2 separate regions of the Mus musculus genome follow, and region 2 is linked to region 1. Evidence: chromatin contacts called from public ChIA-PET data. All regions are on one chromosome and are shown on one strand. Each heading gives the region's core, a stretch centred on a gene start, on an enhancer-like site or on the middle of the called end of the contact. The rest is flanking DNA. Distances are from core to core; before and after follow the strand shown.

The links. ChIA-PET counts read pairs in DNA pulled down with a chosen protein or histone mark.
Region 2: a contact with region 1 is called in an RNA polymerase II ChIA-PET map of memory CD8 T cells, with 9 read pairs. The contact joins two enhancer-like sites. A contact is called at or near these places in 10 of 484 Hi-C or Micro-C datasets (CD8 T cells, the MNK3 cell line, the N1E-115 cell line and 5 more) and 2 of 115 datasets of contacts at active chromatin or transcription factors (bone marrow-derived macrophages and memory CD8 T cells).

Annotation. Positions count from the first base shown.
Region 1 is chr8:57,425,769-57,431,696 of GRCm38.p6, reverse strand. No RefSeq gene overlaps it. Among named protein-coding and RNA genes, the nearest start is that of Gm34099, 26 kb to the right of the region's middle. Within about 2 kb of position 3,881, at least 64 of the 459 cell types and tissues checked have an H3K27ac peak or open chromatin away from gene starts, as enhancers often do. A contact at or near this core is called in CD8 T cells, Th2 cells, memory CD8 T cells and 1 more, where this site is marked.
Region 2 is chr8:57,633,404-57,639,249 of GRCm38.p6, reverse strand. The region is part of intron 1 of Galnt7 (polypeptide N-acetylgalactosaminyltransferase 7); the gene reads left to right. Among named protein-coding and RNA genes, the nearest start is that of AW046200, 15 kb to the left of the region's middle. Within about 2 kb of position 1,444, at least 29 of the 459 cell types and tissues checked have an H3K27ac peak or open chromatin away from gene starts, as enhancers often do. A contact at or near this core is called in CD8 T cells, Th2 cells, memory CD8 T cells and 1 more, where this site is marked.

The DNA.
Region 1 (5,928 bases), core at 2,632-5,131:
GTCCCTTCTGATGACATCTTAAAAAAATTACTTATTTATGAATATGCTGTAGCTATCTTCAGACACACCAGAAGAGAGCATCAGATCCTGGTAGAGATGGTTGTGAGTCACCATGTGGTTGCTGGGATTTGAACTCAGGACCTTCAGAAGAGCAGCCAGTGCTCTTAACTGCTGAGCCATCTCTCCAGCCTCTGATGACATCTTATTGAAGATGCAGCAGCTCCTCTGCCTTGAATTCTCGTTCGGAGTTTGTAATATGTTTTCTTTCTCTTACACTATGGAGAAGACAGAGGGTCAGGGAAATCAGGTTACTGGCTGCGGGTAACGGAGAACACTATAAATTGAAAACAAAGGGATTCTCTTCTGGTAAGGTCTGTGTAGAAACATGGAGATCATACTTAAGAGCTAAATTCTAATAATGTGTCTTTTGAAGCCATTGCTCTTTCCATTATATCATCTCGTGGCATGCAAGAAGGCTGCCGTAATACTTTAAAATACCACCAACAAACTGCTGCAAGAGAAACGTTTTCCTGAGAACATTCAGCTCAACTGAGCCCACGAGTCACAGCTGACCTACATTCAATGAGCACATTTATGAAAGATGAGTAAGAGAACATTTGTCTCTCAGGCCACTGAGACGGGCTGATAGTCACAGTTAGTCATTTGGATCACTCCTCGGTTCTCCACAGCAGCCGAGTGCCTACAAGACCTTTTCTTAGATTCGTATTTAAGCGCCAGAGGGTAGTCAACGAGCTAAACAGGCAGATGCACTCTTGGTGTCTTCTCAGTGCGAACAAGACGTGCAGGAACAACAGCAGACCGCCACCGGACAACTCTGCCCTGTTCGTGGGCTGAGCTACCCAGAATAATTCATAATGGGTTCTATCATTCGAGGCTTTCTTGTTTAAAAGCCTGCTAAATCTCTCTGCCTGTCTTTCTCTGTCTCTCAGTCTCTGTCTCTCTCTTTCTCCATCTACTCTTCCTCCCCCCTCCCTGCCCCCCTTCTCTATGTGTTCCTGGACAGCCTTCTTTCTTCCCTCCTGTCTCCTCTCCTTTTGTCCTTCTCTGGTCCCCTCCCATATCTGCCTCTACCCCCTCCTCCAGGTCACAAATAAACTTCTTTTTCAAAATATTTTTCTTTTCTTTCTTTCTTTCTTTCTTTCTTTCTTTCTTTCTTCCTTCCTTCCTTCCTTCCTTCCTTCCCTTCCCTTCCCTTCCCTTCCCTTCCCTTCCCTTCCCTTCCCTTCCCTTCCCTTCCCTTCCCTTCCCTTCCCTTCCCTTCCCTTCCCTTCCCTTCCCTTCCCTTCCCTTCTCTTCTTCTTCTTCTTCTTCTTCTTCTTCTTCTTCTTCTTCTTCTTCTTCTTCTTCTTCTTCTTCTTCTTCTTCTTCTTCTTCTTCTTCTTTTTTAAGATTTATTTACTTATTTCTTGTATGTGAGTACACTGTCACTCTTGTTAGACACACCCGAAGAGGACATCGGATCCCATTACAGATGGTTGTGAGCCACCATGTGGTTGCTGGGAATTGAACTCAGGACTTCTGGAAGTGCTCACCGCTGAGCCATCTCTCCAGCCCTATTCTTTATTTAATTTATTTACATACCAAATGTTGCTCCCCTCCCCATCTCAGAGTTCTTTACCCCTCCCCCTTCCCCTTTGCCTCGGACAGGGTGCTTTCCCAGTCCACCACTGGCCACTCCACCCCCGAGGCCTTGCCTGGAGCATCAACTAACTCTCTCTCTGTCTCTGTCTCTCTCTGTCTCTCTCTGTCTCTCTCTGTCTCTCTGTCTCTCTGTCTCTCTGTCTCTCTGTCTCTCTGTCTCTGTCTCTGTCTCTGTCTCTCTCTCTCTCTCTCTCTTAAATGCGTGCTAAATTATCCGTTCATCTGCTTACTACAGTCATCTTCCATCCTCGGCCCTAGGATGTGAACAACCTGAGTTAGTATCAGAGCTTCCTGAGCGAATCTCCCCTTGTCAGCCACTCTTGCTCCCATGCATGGCAGGTAGATATACCCTCCCTCGACAGCGCGCTGCTCTTACAGCCTCACACCTTGGGCTCAGAAGGAAAGCGATTTCCAAGTTTCAAAGACAAACTTTAGAAATTCCGGTCACTCACCAGGCTTCTTGGGCCCTCCCTTTTGATGCAAGGTCATAAAGACTCAGGTTCTCACCTTGGTTTATGCTGTTGTTTGTTTTTTTTTACTTTATTTTATTTTTTTATTACAGGCTGTAGTTCTGCTTTATAAAGGAACAGGAAGTGAAAATAACCTTGGAATTCCAATCTTAAGTTGTTGTCGAGCGCCACCTGCTGTTTGTACTGAAAAGCAGCTTTAGAGGCGGGAAATATGCCTTTAATAAATACTTTAACCTATTGGCTATGTTTTACCACGGGAAAGAACCACGGCGGTGTTTTAGACAGCTGTCTGATTTTATGCAGGACTCAAGTCGTAGTAAAATAGCTCAAGAACAGTAGCTTACGCTATATTTCTTGAATTTCAGGTCCCGACTGTTCTTTAAGCCTACAAAAGAATTGAGTCGAAGTGAATTTCTGAAGAATATCCTTGTCCTTACTGCTGTTTCACAGGTGGACAAATAACATTTCCTGGACAGCCAACTGCTTTTTCCCCTGTATCTACACAGGATCTGTTTACTCTATGTGTCTCTTGACATGTGTGAATTGCAGTATAAATAATTTGCTACTGGTAATCGGCACAGATCATGAAAATTGCAAGGCAGGGGGTGACTCATTCAATTTTTATTGAATTATTGATTCTAAATTATTCATCCTCCCCAGCCTTTGCTCCCCTTTCCTGTGTATGCAAAAGACATACTTCTGGGCTTCCAATAGCTTCTTTGTCTTGACCAATGGGGCTTTCTTTGGTCAGTAGGGTGTGCTTTGAATGAATATGTGCCTGAGTGACTTCAATTAGGTCTGCCTTACCACTGACGGTCTCTACCAAAGCACAAAGCCTCCTCCCTCAGCTCCAGCTCCTGGAAGATGACATGGGTCACTGAACTAATCCCTAACAGAGGAGTTGAGCTTATCAGTCACAGCTGACCTATCTATGGTCAGCTCATGAGATGAATAGATGTTTTTTGTGTCTTTTAAATATTGTTGCTTGAGATCTTATTTTATTTATTTTACATGTATGGGTGTTTTGCCTGCATGCGTGTCTGGGCATCATCTGCGTGCAGTGCCCGAGGAAGGCAAAAGAGGGACCAGATCACCTGGAACTGGAGGTTGTTGGCTGATTGGGTTGGGTCTGGGAACTGAACCCAGATCTTCTGGAAAGGCAACCAGTGAGCCATCTCTGCAGTCCCTACACCTTTGTTTTTAATGTTTTCCAGCCACTTCTATTTTTCTAATGTTTAAAAGGCTTTAAATGTGGTAAAAATGTATACACATAAAAATCTATCATCTTATCAATTTTTAAGCGTACAGCTTGGTGCAAAATGCATTTATCTTGTGCACCCATCGCCACCGAATTTTCTTATCATTTCATCCTGTGACACGGAAATTCTGTATGCATTGAACAGAAACTTCCTGTTTCTCCTCACCTCTAGCACCTTTGGGGCACCGTCTTCATCACGACGGCCTCTATCAATGTAACGGTTCTCACGCCGTGACTTACATAGCCGTTCTCTTCTTGTGATTGATTTGTCTAGTGCAATGTCCTCTAAGTTCCTTCATACTGTTGTATATTTGATGTAGAATCATACTGTGCTGTGTATCTACTGTGTTTTGTGTATGCTTTCACATGTAGGTTGTTTCCTCCTGTGAGTAACTCTCAGCAACATTGCTGTGAGCCTAGCTATGCAGAACTCACTTCAAGTCCCCGCTTCCGATTCCATCGAGAGATGGGATTGCCAGATCATATGGTAACTCTGTTCTTATGTTGGTGCTTTCTACAACAGCTCGTCTCCCACCAGCAAAGCTCACCACATCCTTACTGACCCATTATGTGTTTCTTTTATGAGTCATCTTGATGCCTGGGAGGTGCTATCTCAATGTGGTTTTGTACAAACGTTTGCTTTTTAAGCTACGGAGGACTTGGGACTTTTTGTTTGTTTGTTTTATGTTCTTTGCTGTTGTCGATGATATTTTGTTTTGTTTTGGTTGTTTTCTGTGACGAAGGCTGACAGAGTTGGAACACAAGTCTGGCTGATTCCAAAACCTGCAGAAACTACCAGAGAAAAAGGGTATTGCCTCTAGAATGTGTTATTTAATTAATTTGTGATATGGGGAAAAAGAAGAGAGGGGGAGAAGGGAAGTGGTGGGGGAAGGGGGACCGGGAAAGGGAGAAACGGGAGGGAGAGGGGGAGGCAGGGGGAGGGAGATCACATTGTTAAGATTGTTACTCCCTCATTCTCTTTATGGCCCTTCTTTTTATCTTTGTAAAAATCACATATTAAGTCAAATGTAGTGGTGCATGCTTGTAGTCCCAGCTCTTGGGGGTGCAGGTGGGGGAATCAGAAATTCAGGGACAGCCTGGGTTACATGACATCCCGTCTCAAAGAAACCAAAAATAAAGTGTATGAAGCACTTTCTACCCTCTAATATAGTAGGACAGTGGTTCTCAACTTTGCTAATGCTGGTGACCCTTTAATACAGTTACTCATGTTGTGGTGACCCCCCCAACCAGAAAATTATTTTCATTGCTACTTCATAAGTGTAATTTTGCTACTGTTATGTATCATAATATAAATCTCTGATATGCAGGATATCTGATATTTGACCCCACACACACAGGATAGAGAACAGCTGTACTTGGCATTAAGCTTTTTAATGTTTGCAGCATGTTTCTCCTAGCAAATTTTAAGATAGAAAACATTTTTCCACTATAATCCCTATTTATAAAATGTGAGAGATAAAAAGTATTCATAATAAATTATTTATCTATCTATCTATCTATCTATCTATCTATCTATCTATCTATCTATTTATTTTTGATACAAAGCATTTAAGTGAATACACGAGGGGGCACTACCTGGGGAAAGAGGGGAACCATCCAGGGAGGGGCCAGGAATATGGGTCATGTCATTGTGGGAGGGGAGTAATTAAGTACAAAGTACACTGACATGTATATTTTAAAATATCACAATGAAACTATGCATGTTATGAACTATGTATGCTAACCTAAGACGAATAGATATCAAAAGAAAAATTTTTTAAATTAAAAATGATCGAATGGGGCTGGTGAGATAGCTCAACGGGTAAGAGCACTGACTGCCCTTCTGAAGGTCCTGAGTTCAAATCCCAGCAACCACGTGGTGGCTCACAACCACCTGTAATGAAATCTAATGCCCTCTTCTGGTGTGCCTGAAGACAGCAACAGTGTATCTATAATAATACACAAATCTTTAAAAAAAAAAAAAAAAAAGACTGAATGAAATAAAAGACCATTTCTGGATGCTTGCTGTGGTATTTTAATAACGTGGCCAGTAGAGGTCAGAGCTGAGTTTTAAAACATTGTCGATGGCAAATCATTTCATATCTGTGTTTACACAAGAGTCTGTTCATTCTAGGTGTCTCTTGATCTGTATGGACTGGGCAGTCACAATTGGCATGGATCATGAAAGGCATTACCTGGCAACAGATACCTCAAATTGGCTTCCCCTCTATACATGACCTGGTCTTGGAACTCAAGTAGAAAAGAAAGAAAGAAGGAAGGAAGAAAGGAAGGAAGGAAGGAAGGAAGGAAGGAAGGAGATATAAATTTTATTTCTGTAAGCTGGACTAGAAATAGACTTTAAGGCTATCCACAATTGTATAAATTATTGCTCATAAATAAAAGTTATATTCAATAAAACAACCAGAGGAGGCAATAAGTAATTGTAAAGCTATTTACCTATCTTAGCAAACATTTCCTACCCAAGTTTGTGCATGTGTGACTCTGTGTGGATATAACAGACTTGGTGGTTAATATTGG
Region 2 (5,846 bases), core at 195-2,694, 210 kb before region 1:
GGCTCCGAGTTTGAATTCCCAGATCCCTGGAAAGCCAAGCGCCATAGAGCCCACGTCATTTCTTAATCCCATGTCCCTTAGGGTGAGAAGGCAAGGCTGCAGAAGCAAGAGCCAGCCAGCAGGAGACTGGCTCAAACCAGGTGGAAGGCAAGGACTGACACCTGATCCTGTCCTGACCCCCATGTGCCCTCCATTTGGTGAGGCAGGCGCTCTCTCTCTCTCTCTCTCTCTCTCTCTCTCTCTCTCCCTCTTCCTACTCCTCCACCTACACACACACACATACACAGACACACACACGTATATGTATATAGGCAGTAATCACATTCTAAAGAGCAAGCGAATGGCTTGAAGCATTCTGATTTACATCCACTTTTAGCTTGCCTAACCGGCACTTGCATTTAAAAGGAAGTATGTCTCATGTATGTCAAAAGACCTGATAAAATACAGAAAGTGTGGAAGGTGGGTTTTATAAATAGTGATAAGACATAAATCCTTTTTTTGAGATATAGCAAAGATAATATGTATTTATTCAGTGTAGTTTTTGTTTTCGAATGGATTGAAATACCTTCCCTGTTGGTGCCTTGGTATTCATGAGAAGAACTGCCATTTGGTTAGCGAGCTACTTCTTTGTTCCCCTCCTTTGATAGAAGATTTGATTCTCTTGATTATGAAGCCTGCCCTTGAGTGGTTGGTCAGTTTCTTTGGGTCACAGTGGGTGTAAAATGTGAGAAAGATTCTTTCGAGGGCCAGCACGTAGTGGAGGTGTGCAGTGTACGAGGTAGAATGTCCAGACCTGCCATCCCGGCACAGTGTGCCTCTGAGTTTGGAGCCTAGCTAGCTTGCTTACAGTGGCCAGACATGGACACAGAGAAGTACATTTTCTGAATATATCCAGTTCTGTCTCTGTCTCTCTCTGTCTCCCTGATTCTTTTTAATTGAAGATAGCTGAACCTTATAACTCTGCTCATGAACCAGTGCTAATGAGAGAACGAAATTCATTTCTAAAATTGAAGATAATGAACCTTTTAAAGTTTTGCTGTATGTTATCTCTGCATTCCCTCCACGTTCTAGTGCTCGCTCATGCCCCACTTAAAACACACACACACACACACACACACACACACACACACACACCAATAGTTTTCAGAGGCCTCTTCATCCTGTGAAAACCACAGTTGTGTGAGGAGGGGTGGAGTCCAGCCATGACTATGAATCGGCGAAAGGTCGGAGGCGGATTATTTTTTTTTTTCCTACACAAATCCTTTTTGTCAAAGAACTGTAGATTTTCCTGGGTTGACAAGGGTATAATTTTAAACCGCCTCACATATGCAGCAATGAAAATCAAATCAAATTTAAATTTCTAAATAGACTGTCTTCCTGATAACATCCTTTAAGACTGACTTAGAATAGTAGCGCTGTAACTTTGAAGCCTTGGCGCTCTGGAAGCTGAGCACCGCTGTTGAGTTGGCTTCTCTTCCTGCCAGCGCCCCACCCCCAGCCCCTGTCGACTCTTAGGTCCATTTGCCACTGTTTTTCTTAGTAGCTGTATCTTAAAGAGTACAGAAAGATTGGAGAATACAGCGTCTTATTAAGTCAAGTTCCTGGTTCACTTCTCCTGTTTTCCAGTTTAGGTATTTATCGGAGCCACTTCTTTTGCAGACCCATGAGTCAGTACTGAAATCCAGTCTTTACTTAGGATATTGCATATATACATTTAAACACGTATTGGGTGTAGACACCCTGAAAATGCCAACTAAAACAAAACCGTGCCACTCCAGTTTGAGGTGAAGCAAAGCACAAAAGAAATGTCCTGCCCTTGACAGAAGCCACTGTGGCCTTACCTGTGGGTCAGTTGATTCAATTCTCCTCGCTGCCTTGTGAACATGCGAGCTGTGTGCACAGCCCTGTTTCCCAGTATGTGATGGGTGAGTGGTGTGGTCAGTAGCGTCTGGGATCCGGAAAGGACAATCCCCTGGATGTTTAACTTACTATTAAGGGTACAGACCAGTGTCTCCAAAGAAAACTAGTGAAGTTCATTTTAGGGAGTGTAAGCATTCAGGTAAAGTATGATGGAGGATTTTTGGTTGCTGTAGTTAGTTCATTGACAGAAATCCCTGATCTTATAAAACTTTGTTCTATATTCATTTGACTTCTCTACTACTGTGAAATGCTTCCAGTTCCAGACAGTCTAATGATTTAAATGCACTTGATATTCAGCCAAAGGGACCTACAGCTCAGGAATACTAAATTTATAATGTTGAGCGAGTTACCAGGATGTGTGGTGGAGGCTCAGTCTTTGCTGCCGGGCAAAGTCTTGTCGTTCCCCTGAGTAAGCCTCACAGCCGACTGGCCTCAGGTTTTCTGCTCTGTGAACTGTACTAGTTTCTCTTATGGGAACTGGATGCTATTCGATCAAGAGCGACGAGCTCTGCTGAGGTTCCGCAGACATAGCAAGGTCATGGTTGAGAGCCACGTGACATTCTGGCACCTCTCTTGTCACCGTTTGGCTGAGATTTTGAAAAACTCAGCCACGTTTGTAAGTAGATCAAGCCATTCATTCCTCGGGCGGTTACATTCAACTCTTTGATTAGGGACTAGGGTAGGACGTGGAGAATGGGCTCTCAGTCTTGGGCAGGGAATGAGTGCCATTCCAAAGCAGAGGAGCCTTTGTGGCACAGCACTAAGTGCTGCTCCATGCCAGTCATTTGGTCTTTGTTGTTGCCTTGCTATCTTATTTCCTGCAGTTAGACCCGACTCTGTAGCTAAGGCTGGCCTGGAACTTCTTATCATCCTGTCTGAGCCTCCCACTGTATCCTAGGATGTCAAGGACTTGTCATCACAGCCAGCCTTAGGACAGTCATTTGGAAGGGAACTAGAGTGTAGGAAAGTGGGGGGTGGGGAAGGGTCTACTAGTCGTGCATATTTTTTTTTCTCTTAAAAATGATTGGGTCAGTGACTAGGAAGGTTAGCCCTCACAAATATTAAATATGGTGATGAAATTATTTGCATTTAGTTTTCCTTACAAACTGACAGCAGGTAGATTAAGAACATAAAGGCTGATGTCCTGTAGTTAAGCAGACACGGACACTCACAGAGTTAAAATGTGGCACAGCCACTGCTAATAACTTTATCAGCTTATCCTCATCCTTTATCATCTCTGAGCTTGCTTTCCCATCTACAAAGAAGAAGAAAAATTCACTTTATAGCAAGGTCCTGATGTTTTATTAGTGGGTTTACCAGAACCTCCAAGACAGGACTTACAGGATTTAACAATTTTACATAGGCTGTATTTCCTTTCAACAGCTTCTCTTCCTCCTCTTTCTCTCCTCCCCTTCTCCCTCCTCTTCTCTCCTTTCTTCTTTTCCTCTCCTTTCCCTCCCTCCCCTCCCTTTTTCTTTCTCTCTTTCTCTTTCTTTCTTTCTTTGTGTGTGGGCTTTCCTAGAACCCAGGCTGGCCTCACCGTGTAGAAGATACAGACCTTGAGCTCTTCATCTTCCTGCCTCTGCTACCTCCTAAGATTAGGCACCCCCAAGCCCGTCCTTCGTCCCTTTTGCTTCCTTCTTTTGCAAGAGGAATAATTTGTACAGAGGTTCAGGGGAAAATAGTAACGTTTTTAAAGTCAATGTAAAGTCATTCTTTTACATTTTAAGTAAAAGGAAGCTGAATATTGCCTTCTGTGCTAGACCTTTGCCTTAAAGTAGCTATGGCCTTCAGTGATGCAGGGTTCCAAAATGAGGAAAGAGTGAAAAACTACTTTTTATTTTTAGATGGATGTTTTTCAGAAGTAAACTTTGTTTATTGCTGAAAGCAAGCAAAAAACTAGAAGTCACCTGTCTAACTATCCAAAGATAGATAGCTCTGGGTTACCTTCCCTGCACAGTTACCAACATATATCACAGTATATAAACTGCTTTATGGACTGCCTGTAGAGAGTTTCATGGTAGAAATGTTTTAATTTGGGCCATGTATTCTTTCTTAAACTAAGCCTTTAAATATCAGCTGAGTATTGAGGTGCTTTGAAAGGAAGAAGGCACTGGAGAGGAAGAAAGAGAAAGAAGGTTGGACAGAGGGGAGAGGAAGGAAGAAAAAAGAAAGACCTGGGTGTTAGAATTCCTCAGACTGAACTGTGCTGAGTGTACCATGTTTGAAAATTATTTTCACCCACCCCTCTAAAAAGTACTTAGGCAGGACTCTAGATTGTATAGGACTCGAAGGGTTTCTAAGACTTTCTAGAACTCGGTGCTTCCTGACCACACCAACAATCAGCCAGGCAAAGGAAAGGAGACGGGATCAAAGGAGAACTGGGCGATCCTTGTTGTATGGAAGTCACTGACTCAGGTTCTCTTCCTACCTTTTCACCCAACCATAGACCACGCTGAACTGTGACTTGGGGTCCTTGGAACTCTGAGAAGCTTGGTGCTGAGATTGGAGTGCTCAGTTATGAGACCACGGATGTGACTTTCTTCTTTATTTAGTCTGATTCTCATCGCCCCTCCTTCCTTTCTGTTGAGTTAACCTCAACTACTGGGATTTTATGAACCATTTTTCTCTACAGTGTGAGTATTTAGAAACAAAACTAGTGCCATGCTACACGGCTCTGTCTTCAAAATCTTATCTATCTATCTATCTATCTATCTATCTATCTATCATCTATCTATCTATCTATCTATCTATCTATCTATCTATCTATCTATCTATCTATCTATGTCTTTATCTAGCTATGATATTAGGGATTGAACAGGTCTTGTGCCTGTTAAACAACTCTTTACAACCAGGCTCTCTCACTGGCTCTTTCCATTTTAAAACCAATACTCAGCACGCTTTCTGTCCATTGCTCTACCACAGGTTGGTGTCATCACTTCCATTCAAGGATGGAGCCAGACTCTAGCTTGAAGACCCAGCAGTATCAAGTACTACTGGCGTATCTTTAATTTCTTAACAATACCATCTGCTAGACATGTTTAGATTCTCAGTGTTTTATTCTAACATCTTATCGATGCAGGGATTTGTGTTTAAGTAGGAGAAATGATGTGCCTGAATTCCCTTGGGATTAGAATTTAAAAGCAGATTCCATTTTCGTGGGAAGAATTCCGTACCACTGAGTAGCACTTCCCGAATCATTTTCTGTGAGCCAAGATTTGTTAGCATGGTAGCACATTATTAGCATATGCTACCTTCTTTAAGAGAGAGTTCTTGATCCACTAAGGTTTAACAATGCTGCATCTCATACTACCCGTCAGATTTACAGTGCACATTGACAAGTAAGTGTGTTAGCAGATAAAGAGAGTCGTATGAAAAAGGACCTTCAGGCCTGGAGCTCAGCTCACCCAGCCTATCCACTCTTTGCAGAATACTTTGTTTTCATTTGAATAGTTAATGTCTCCTGGAAAGGTATTTTCCTGGTTACCCAAACTTGTTGGGTACAAATGGACTCTCTAGTGGAAGAATCTATCCTCACTGGCTGATGAATTACCTGTTTTTCAAGCTCTCTTATGTATGCCATTTTACCATCTAACTGGAATCTTACCATCTTTCTCAGTCTATTCAGGGTCTTCGTCTTTTCTAAAGCTTTTCCCGATTACTTACTCCACAGTGATGTATCTGATTCAGAAAGGTTCCCCATGTGTCCCACGACGATATCTAACTGTAATACTGCTAGCATTGCCTGTTTCCAGACATGCTCCTATGCTACTGGTGGGCAGACAGGCACTGTTGTAAGCTGCCCTCCTGGTCCTCTGCTGACTAGTCCCTAGTGGAGGGCACTTCAACGCTTGGTAGTAGCTTTTGTCACTGTCTCCTTGGTCATAAGTCCTCAGAGACTTTCTTACTTTTTACTTATTTTATCT